Regions from separate parts of the Arachis hypogaea genome. Here region 2 is linked to region 1. A link is a contact called in public Hi-C data. All regions are on one chromosome and are shown on one strand. The core of a region is the stretch at or near the end of the contact, and the rest is flanking DNA. Distances in the headings are between cores, read along the strand shown. Region 1 holds the start of LOC112762995 (probable O-methyltransferase 3). Region 2 has its middle 48 kb from the start of LOC112766856.

Region 1 (5,069 bases), core at 1,383-3,882:
AGCTATTCAAGAAGCAGTAGAAATGCAACAATTCAGAGACAAAGCCCAAATTGGAGAGTTTACTTCTGATTATAGTTTCAAAGATGGGTTGCTATTATATATCGGGATAAAATTTGGGTGTCCAATTTTGCTGATTTGAGAGAGATTTTACTACACCAATTCCATTCAGTCATCACAGTAGGCCATGGAGGTGTTTTAGAGTTATAAAGGTTTGAGCAAGACATTTTTTGGCCAAGTATGCACAAGGATATCATCAGATTTATTGACCATTTCGATGAGTGCCAGAGCACAAAATATTTTCCAGCACGTCCTTAAGGTCTATTACAGCCACTGCTGGTTCCAAATAAGCTTGGGAGGGAATTAGTATGAATTTTATCACTGAGCTACCGAAATCTGGTGGCTTTACAGTTATTATGGTAATGGTAAATTGCTTCAGTAAGATTGCTCGAGTTGCTCTGCTGAAAAATGGGTTTACAGCCAAGGTGGTAGCACAAAAGTTCCTCAACAATGTAGTTAGGTACCATGGCTTTCCCGCTTAAATTGTGTTTGATCGTGATCCCCTCTTCCTCAGTCAATTCTAGAAGCTGTTATTTGAAAGCCGTGGTACTAAATTATTGTATAGCACATCTTATCACCTTCGAAACGGAATGGGCAAATTGAAGTCATTAATCGAGCCTTAGACAGTGGATATGTGTCTTCACTCATACTCATGTAGAGAAGTGGTCGTCTTATCTCATGTGGGCTGAATACTATCATAATACTTCATTTTATTCTACCATTAAAATATCACCTTATGAGGTATGATATGGGTTTGTCATCCTTAATATTTCAGAGTATGTCAGTTGCTCTTCCCTAGTGCAGGATGTAGATGACATGCTTTGGGTAAAAGAAGCTCTGGATCTAGAGCTACACTACCAACTGAAAAGGGCTCAAGAACGTATGAAGAAACGATCTAACCAGCAGAGGCGTGAAAAGTCATTTACGGTTGGTGATTGGATTTTGCTAAAATTGAAACCTTACCGCAAGGCTCAGTGGTGATGCAAGGCAATTTGAAATTAAGAAAGAGGTATTATGGGCCCTTCAAGATCTTTCAACGGATAGCGAAAGTCGCTTATAAGTTGGAACTTCCGATTGAAAGTGCTATTTATTTGGTGTTCCACATTTCAATGTTGAAGAAATATAAGGGTGACTCTACAGCCACTGTTGGAGCAAACAATCTGCCTATGACTCTCCCTTTTGACCCCAATCCAACAGCAATTATTGATAGTTGAGTACTGCCATAGGAAGAAGAGCCATATAGAATACAAGTTTTGGTGGAATGGCAAGGTGCACCGTGGGAGCAATCCACTTAGATCAGTTGGTCAGAGTTAATCAAGTTATATCTAGAAGTAGACCTTGAGAACAATGTCGTTATTGACAGGAGAGTGGTTGATACGATTAATGGCCCATCTCATAGAGGCCCAAACCAAGAACCCAAGATTGAGGAAGGGATTGGGCCAAGTAATCAAAATGAGATCTAAAACAAAAGAGTGAAAAAAGCTCCAACATAAATAAGGGACTACCATGTATGAGAAGAGTGCGCAACAGAAAAATAATTGTCATAATTAGTTACGTAATAAAATGAGAGGTATGAATAAAGAGGAGTAGAGTAAGTGAGAGATAGTAATTGATTTGATAATTGAGTAGAGTTTTTTCCCTAACTTGAATGGGGAGAATTGTTGTTTATATTTTTTTTTTTTGCTGTTATATACATTTTCTTATTCTCTATCTACTCTTTAATTAATTCTTCATATATTTGATTGTGTTGTTAGTTTTAATTTGGAGTGGTGTTGTTACTGTTATATTACAATAATCCATCATAATCTATCATGTATATCTGTTTATAGAAGATATTGATAAAGTATTGTCATTAATTTTTTATACAAATTAAAATAGTTAAAGTTAGAAATGCTTTTGTTGATGAGTACATTTTATTATAGGGTTATGCCAGGTAACCAATGATTTTTTTGAACAACATGAATAACGGGCCTTAAAATGGGCTCAATTTAAGTAAAATACACTACATCTTCAAATTACTCACCTAAATCTTAATATTAGAATAACCATCCGCACACCTAGTAAATTAAACATCCAATATATCTATTGTTCACATTGTTTAATATTTTCATTGTCTATCTATACTTTTCCTTTATTATATACAATAAGCATGAAGGATTAAAAAGCAACGGATATGATAAGTACAGGTTCTTTCCTTAAGTGAAAGCCACTTTGTAAAATGTACTGAGCGAAAGCTTTTGTTAATTTTTTTTTATATTTGCAATACAATTAACATATAAATAGTTTCATAACATGCATTTTTGGAACTCAAATTGAACTTTGTATCTTTAAAAGCAGATAGTCAAGTAGGTACTATAAAAAATACTAATTGCTTCTATTCTTCATTATATATCTAACCCGTCAATAAGTCCAAACTCTACTCTTCCACTTATTCAAAAATTTCTACATTAATCTAATAATTATATGCTTTCAGGTTCAAACTAATACGTATGGTTTTCACCAACCAAATAATGCTGTAGTTGTAGTGGTGGAATTATCATAATTTGGAATGCTTATAAATAAAGGACCCTTAATGTAACTAGAGTGTATCCATATTCCATACCACAAGATAACATAGCTGAAAGCCAAAAGAGTTGGGGATTCCAAAGTGGAGAGCAAGCTAACAATATGCTTAAAGCTCAATGCCACATATGGAATCATATGTATAGTTTTGTGAACACTGTTTCCCTTAAATGTGCCGTTGACTTAGACATATTTGAAACCATACACAAACATGGAAAACCCATGTCACTCTCACAACTCATTGCTTCATTGCAAATTCACCCTTCAAAAACCACCTTCATCCATCGCTTGATAAGAATCTTGACACATTCCGACTTCTTCGCAACGACAAATGTGGCCGATAACAATAATGAGATCGAAATTGGGTATGTTCTAACTGATTCGTCTATGTTGTTACTTAAGGAACACCCCTTAAGTATAAGGACTTTCTTTGTTAACTCGCTTGATCCAATTTTGACAAATCCATGGAACAAGTTGTCAACATGGTACAAAAATGAAGATCCTACGCCGTTTGAAACAGAGCATGGGATAATGGTATGGGAGTATGGTGGCCGTGAACCTAGGCTCAATCATTTGATCAATGATGCCATGGCAAGTGATGCTAGATTCATTAGCGAAATGGTGATTGAGAAGTGCAAAGGTGTGTTTGAGGGATTGGAATCATTGGTTGATGTTGGTGGAGGCAATGGAACTCTTGCAAAGGCCATTGCCAAATCATTCCCACAGTTGGAGTGCACTGTGCTTGATCAGCCACATGTTGTTGCTGACTTGGAAGGAAGTGACAACCTTAAATATGTTGGAGGGAACATGTTTGAGGCCATTCCTCCTGCGGATGCTGTTTTGATGAAGGTAAAAAAACTATATTAAATGCATGTTGCTCTTTATTTTATGAGCTCTATATAAATAATGTAGGTTACATAATCGTATTTATATTACAAGAAAAAAAGAATCTTTTTTCCTCACCACCAATAATATACAAATAGGATAAAGTCTAGAGGACCAACTGATTTTATGGTTTTTAGCCATTAATTAGCCATCAATGATATTTTTAATGGGGTGAGATTGTATCTAATAGTGTAGAATCATTCAATTTCCTTTTGATGGTTAAGTGATGGCTATAATTTAACAAAAGTGCTAGCCCCTAGCACTTCTCATATAAAAATATTACATGACTAATAAAATTTCGACTAACACTTGGCCAACAAAAGATATTTTTATATTAAATTTTAAATTCAGAATTTTAAATTTTAATAATATAAAAATAAAATATTAGTCCAAAATATTGATTAATATTAATAAAAATTATAGATCCTAATATCATATATATAACTAAGAATTTTAAAGGTTAGTATAATATTGTCAAATGATTTTTTTAGTGGTTATTTCAAAATACTCCACAAATATAAAAAAATCAGCTACTAAATTAATTATAATATATGTATATTATTATATTATATTATATGTTCTTTTATATATATATTTTTTATTATGAGACACTAGAATAATCAAATCTAACATTGTTAAATAATCAAATATGTCATAACAAAATAAGCAATTTTTTTAAATAATAACATAATAAATTTTTTTCATTAATATCAAATATGTATTTTAATTTTATGAGTGCTGATTTAATTTCTTTTTATATGTACATATAACATTTTTAATATCACGTTTTTTTCTTTGTGTTATAAGCATCAAAACAATATTAAATACAGAAACTTGAATTTTAACCTTGTATGAAGAAAAAGAAAAATATAGACGAAAATTTATTATGCAAAGATTAAGATGAATAAAAAGAAAATTTTATTTAGTTTCCTCAAATTGATTCTAATGAATGGTACGTTGAATAATAAATCAGGGGATTTTGCATGACTGGAATGATAAAGAATGCATTAACATATTGAAGAAAAGCAATGAAGCAATTCTGAGCAAAGGCAAAGAAGGGAAATTGATCATTATAGACATGGTAGTTCAGGAAGATGAGAAGGAAGATCCTGAATTAGTGGAAACGCAACTCTTCTTTGACTTGCTCATGTTGGTTATGGCTGCCGGAAAGGAGAGAAGTGAAAAAGAATGGGCCAAGTTGTTCTTCTCTGCCGGATTCAGTGACTATAAGATAATTCCAGTTTTAGGTATGAGGTCTGTTATTGAGGTCTACCCATAATAACTCATTTTTGAAAAGGAAAAAATTGCAAATGATTTTTATTATAAACATTGATTTATGTGTGATTTTTAGACTCTCAAACCTTTGAAATGTCAAATTCAATTATTTAAAGTTTTCTCAAATTATAAAATAAAGGCCTTTTTGTTTTTTTCCCTCAAAGTTTATCCTTAATTTCCATTAATAAATGATTTGTAATAAATAAAACACTAGAGAACGGGTAATTTTCAAAAGAAGCAGTTAGAAGAATTGTTCTTTTTATACATACCGTTTGACAGTTTCAACATGT
Region 2 (5,069 bases), core at 1,323-3,822, 150 kb after region 1:
TTTATTGTATTTTTTTTATTCATATGACAAATATTGTTGATTTTTTTTTTATTTTTTGTAGTGCTATAATTTTTCAGGTATTTTTATTAATTTTTTATAATATTTTAATTATTTTTTGTTCATATAAATTCTTTTTTTCTATCTTTTACTACATTGTATTTATGTTATGTATAAAATTTTTTTTTATTCATTTTATTCATATGAATTTTATTTAGTTTTTATTGTATTTTTTTGTTCATATGATATATGTTGTTGGTTTTATGAAATTTTTATTATTTTTTATCTGTATGATTTTTTTCTATTCTTTGATGTACTCTATCTTTGTTTTATATTAATTTTTTTATTTTATATTTTGACTTTGTAAAATTTGTAATTGTAATTATTACATACTACGTTTATTATCAAAATTTTGTATAATATAAACTATGATCTATAAAAAAGGACAAAATAAATAAAAAATTAATTATAAGTAATAATAGAGTCATAAATAATAAAAATTTATAGTCCAAAATAATACTAAATTAAAGAGTACGGGTAATATTAGAAAAATTATAGAATATTTTTTTCTTTAACATTATAAAATTTATAGTACTCTCTTTTATATTTTTTTATTATATTTATTTATTTATATAATAAATATTTTTTATATTATTTTTGTTAGGTTCTGTTTTTGTATGTATATAAAAAAATAATTTAAATTGATGTCTCTTTTAGTAATTTTTCATCTAAAAGTGATTTTGAGTAGTATAATCCAAACAACATTTATTTTGCTATAATCAATTTTGATACAAATATTGCCAAATATAAATCACATTAACTCAAACTTACTTTTCATTAAAATCAATTTTGTAAAATCAATTTTATGCAAACTCACTTTTGCAAACTGAAATCCAAACACACACTTAATCCCTAATTTTTAATTTTTAATTTTTAATTTTATTGTCAAATAATAAAAAATATAATTTTAATTTTAATAATACTTTTTAAATATTTCTAAAATTGTGTAATCATCAAAATATATATATATATATATATATAATATTTTTAGAAAAATAAAATTATACAGTAAATATCTTTTGTATCAACTATAAGATATATATCCAACTATCCAAGTAAGAATGTGAAAAAAAAAAATTGATATATATCCAACTAACGTAGCATTATATAGGCAACTCACTAGTAATTCGAATCAACTTAATTCGAACAACCTAGTGTCACCAACATTGAATAATTCGAATCAATATGATTCGAACTCCATAAAGTCATGTGAGCCTACTAATTCGAATCGAGTCAATTCGATTTACCCTTCTCTAATTCGAATCTACTTGATTCGAATTACATGCATATCCATTCAAACGTAATTCGAAACAAGTTGTTTCGAATTACATGCATTTGTAGTTCGAATCAATATGATTCGAATTATATTTAAATGGTCATTGGTAGATTGCTGAAAAAATTTTTGTTTTGGCTGATTTGGGTAATAAACTTCTCAGCTTAGTTTATTTGAGTTTTTTACCCAAAAATTATTAATCATAATATATTAGAATGTATACCAAATAAGTATTTGTTGTTGTCTTAAAACTAAACATACTTAGAGATATTTTAAATAATTTATTTGATCCCGAAGATATAAAATAGAGTAATATTGATGATAAAAGTGTTATTGAATATGTTTAAGTAAATCTAACGTTATATATTCTGAATATTTATAATTAAAAGTTGTTATTATAGCTATTTTAATTAAATATTAATTATAACTATCATATTTTAATTCAATTGAGATGATAAGTATGAAATTTAATTGATTAGTGATATATTATAGCGGATTTCAATTTTAAAATTATTGATAATAAATGATACTCATAAATAGATACAAATGTTTTAAATATTAGAATTTATATTTTTTAAATCATTACTAGGTTGAAATTTATTTATTTATTGTCTTAAAAAATTATAGTTATTATTTATAAAAAAATTATTGATAACTTTTACAAACAATTAAGCCAGTTATTGAAAGCCAACAATCCAAGGGACAGCAAACCTCTTATAGCTGCCCATTTATGTCATTTAATGTCTAATTTAGAGGATTTTAGAGTCTTTTAAAAAATTGCTAAACGACAAAATTAATATGGGAACCTTTTGTTTATTGGAACAATTATGTTCCATAAAAGTACTTGGAACACCTAATAATTTTCCTATAGTTTTATGCAAGCGCAGGTGAAAAAGGGAGAAACAAAATAGGAAACAACACAATGCCACAAAATCATGAATAAACAGTATAGAAAGTCAGACGCAGAAACCCCTTGGCCCTACATAATCTTTATGGAGGCTGAAGATATTAATTAAGAAAAAGGAAACGACAAATACCAAAAACCGAAAGCCCTCCGCCCAAAAATGTATTTTACGAGAGTCCATAGTCCTCTTTTTTTGGTCATAGAGAGTCCATAGTCTTGAATTATACTACATCATGACTATAAAAAAACCGCACACAAAACAAATACCTTATACTAGCCCAAATATATATATAAAAAAGAAAGCCACAAATCTGAACAAAGCCCGAATCTCTTTTCGGAGATGAGTCTTGTACATGGATACGCATCAAGGAAATCCATATATTGTTCATGGAGGCCCACAAAAACAAAGAACTACCAAATCAGAAATCTCCCAATACTCCAGAAATAAACTTTTGAAAAGTCCTTATTCAGAAAATATGCTGAACCATACGGACATGGACTCCCATAAGCAATCAATGTCGTCAAGCAAGCCCAAAATAAATAAGAAAAAGAAGAAACAAACTAAATATAAAAGATTCAACAAAACTGCTCAATCTGAACAAAATAAGCCCCATAGCATATACTCGTTAACTTTAAACCCTACGTCCAAAATCCTAAACCCACACCATTTACCCTCGATACTAACCACCACAACCAAAATTCTAAATCCTTAATTCTAAATCTTAGACCTTCATTCTTAAACCTAAATCTTAAATCCTAACTCTTGTCATAACCATAATCCTAAATCCCAAAAGTTCAACCATAAAATTTAAATACTAAAATCATAAGCCATAAATTATAAAATATATATAACAAACTCTAAATCCTAAATAATAAATTATTAACCCTAAATAATCGACTCATACCCTATCTTATATAGTTAACCCTAATCCATTGTCAAACAATCCTAAACCATATACTCTAATCCTTAAATGCTAAACCCCAAATACGTCAAACTCCCTAAATAATAATATGTATATCCTAACACCATAAATTATATAAACAACAAACTCTATAAATCCTACATTAAACTGTAATTCATAAACAGTAAACTCTAAATTTTTAATACTAATACCACCAAAATACTGTATTAAAATACTGTAATCCTACCTACAAGTTATCTTAGAATATGTTTCTTTATATTTTTTTGTCTTTATGTTTTTTGTATTTAACATCACCATTACACAGAGAAGGACTCTTTATTTTCGGTTTACCTAGCTCAATTCATCTTTTAATACATAACAAAAATTTAAAGACCAATCCCTATATGCCTCATAGTCCAAAAAAATATTCCATGTATATGCAATAGCATTCATAAATGGGGCCTCACTGTCGTCCAAAAAAATGTTGCCTCACTAGAAGATCAAACAAAATCAAGTGTCCTGACCCAAAATCGACACAATTCTACAAAATCCAAAAAATACCCCTAACCAAGTCCCAGCCTCTTGTCGCATTATCATTAATGAAATACACTTCAATCATGCTTAGAAACTAAGCCACGGGCAAGTGGAAAACAACTGTTAGAATATTTGATAGAATATTATAATTAGAGTAACAAATCACAGAATATCAGAGATAATCAAGGAAAATTAATTATATTTATTTAGAATACTTTCTGTATTTAGTTTTCTAGAATTCTATATTAAGAGAATGATTGTAAACAAAGAATATAGAAGAAAATACATTGAAAACCTTTTCCTGCTTCTCTCTCTGTTACCTTTGCTTGTGTCTAACATTTCCTAACCCTCGATACCATCTCAAGATGGTATCAGAGCGGTGTTAGATCCTGGGAACCCAGAAACCAACATCATTGTTCCAATGCCCTAAACACCCAAAAAAAATCCAAAAAAAATGTCATCTTCAGGAGATAAAATTAGCAACAACATGAACTAAAACCAAAACCAGAGTAACTACTCAATCATTACTGATGAGCTAACTTTGCAAATTACAAATATGCTTCGTAATGGCCTAGAAATTCAGCAAACACAAGCCAATCCTGACAATTTGTCAATTGGTTTTAAATTAAATGGAGACAATTATCCATTGTGGGCAACACTTATGAAGAAAGTTGTCGGTGACAGAGGAAAGAAAAGCCATCTAACAGGTATTCCCCCTGTACCAGAAGAGAGAGAACCAAAATATGAAAAATGGGAACAAGTAGATCAAGCTGTCTTTACCTGGATAATTCAAAATATTGAGACGAGTTTGATGAACAATGTCTCCCAATTCCCAACCGCAAAGGCTTTATGGGAGGGATTGGCTACAACCTATGGGAGCAGCACAGACCCAGTATAAATCTACGATTTACACCGAAAAGCAAACACACAAAAATAGGGACAGGATACCCTAGAGGAATTCTAGAATAAATTACAGGCTATATGGATGGCTATTGACAGAAAACAACCGAATCCTATGAAGTGCTCAGATGATATTGCAATTTTCAACAAAATTAAACAAGAACAGAGACTATATCAATTTCTAACAGGGATAGATGAAAAATTTGAAGCCATTAGAAGAGATCTTTTGATGTAGGAGAAGACCCCTTCAGTGGAGTCCGCCTATGCTGCCGTCAGAAGAGAGGCGGCCCGACTCCAGATTTTGAAGCCTACCACCAGTAGCAGAGGGGACACATCATTAGGGGAAGTCGGAATCGGCATAATCACAAGAAACAGACCACAGGGACAGGGATGAAATCGCTCAGAAACTGCTAGACGGCGTTCATCACAGCGAGACAAAGAAGACAAAAGCCATCTCCATTGTACTCATTGCGGAATGAAGAAACACACTAAGGAGACT

What was found. Hi-C and Micro-C count contacts between places; a contact is called where the count stands out from the background.
Region 2: a Hi-C map of leaf shows a contact between it and region 1, with 1.9 times the contacts expected there. The contact joins the enhancer-like site here to the promoter of LOC112762995 in region 1. A contact is called at or near these places in 2 of 8 Hi-C or Micro-C datasets (both in leaf).

Annotation. Positions count from the first base shown.
Region 1 is chr17:22,453,855-22,458,923 of arahy.Tifrunner.gnm2.J5K5, forward strand. LOC112762995 (probable O-methyltransferase 3) reads left to right here and starts at 2,633. Exons shown (of 2, transcript XM_025808780.2): 1 at 2,633-3,468; 2 at 4,478-5,069. The coding sequence starts at 2,725. The coding sequence ends at 4,783.
Region 2 is chr17:22,605,094-22,610,162 of arahy.Tifrunner.gnm2.J5K5, forward strand. No RefSeq gene overlaps it. Among protein-coding and RNA genes, the nearest start is that of LOC112766856, 48 kb to the right of the region's middle. Within about 2 kb of position 2,573, at least 3 of the 3 cell types and tissues checked have open chromatin away from gene starts, as enhancers often do.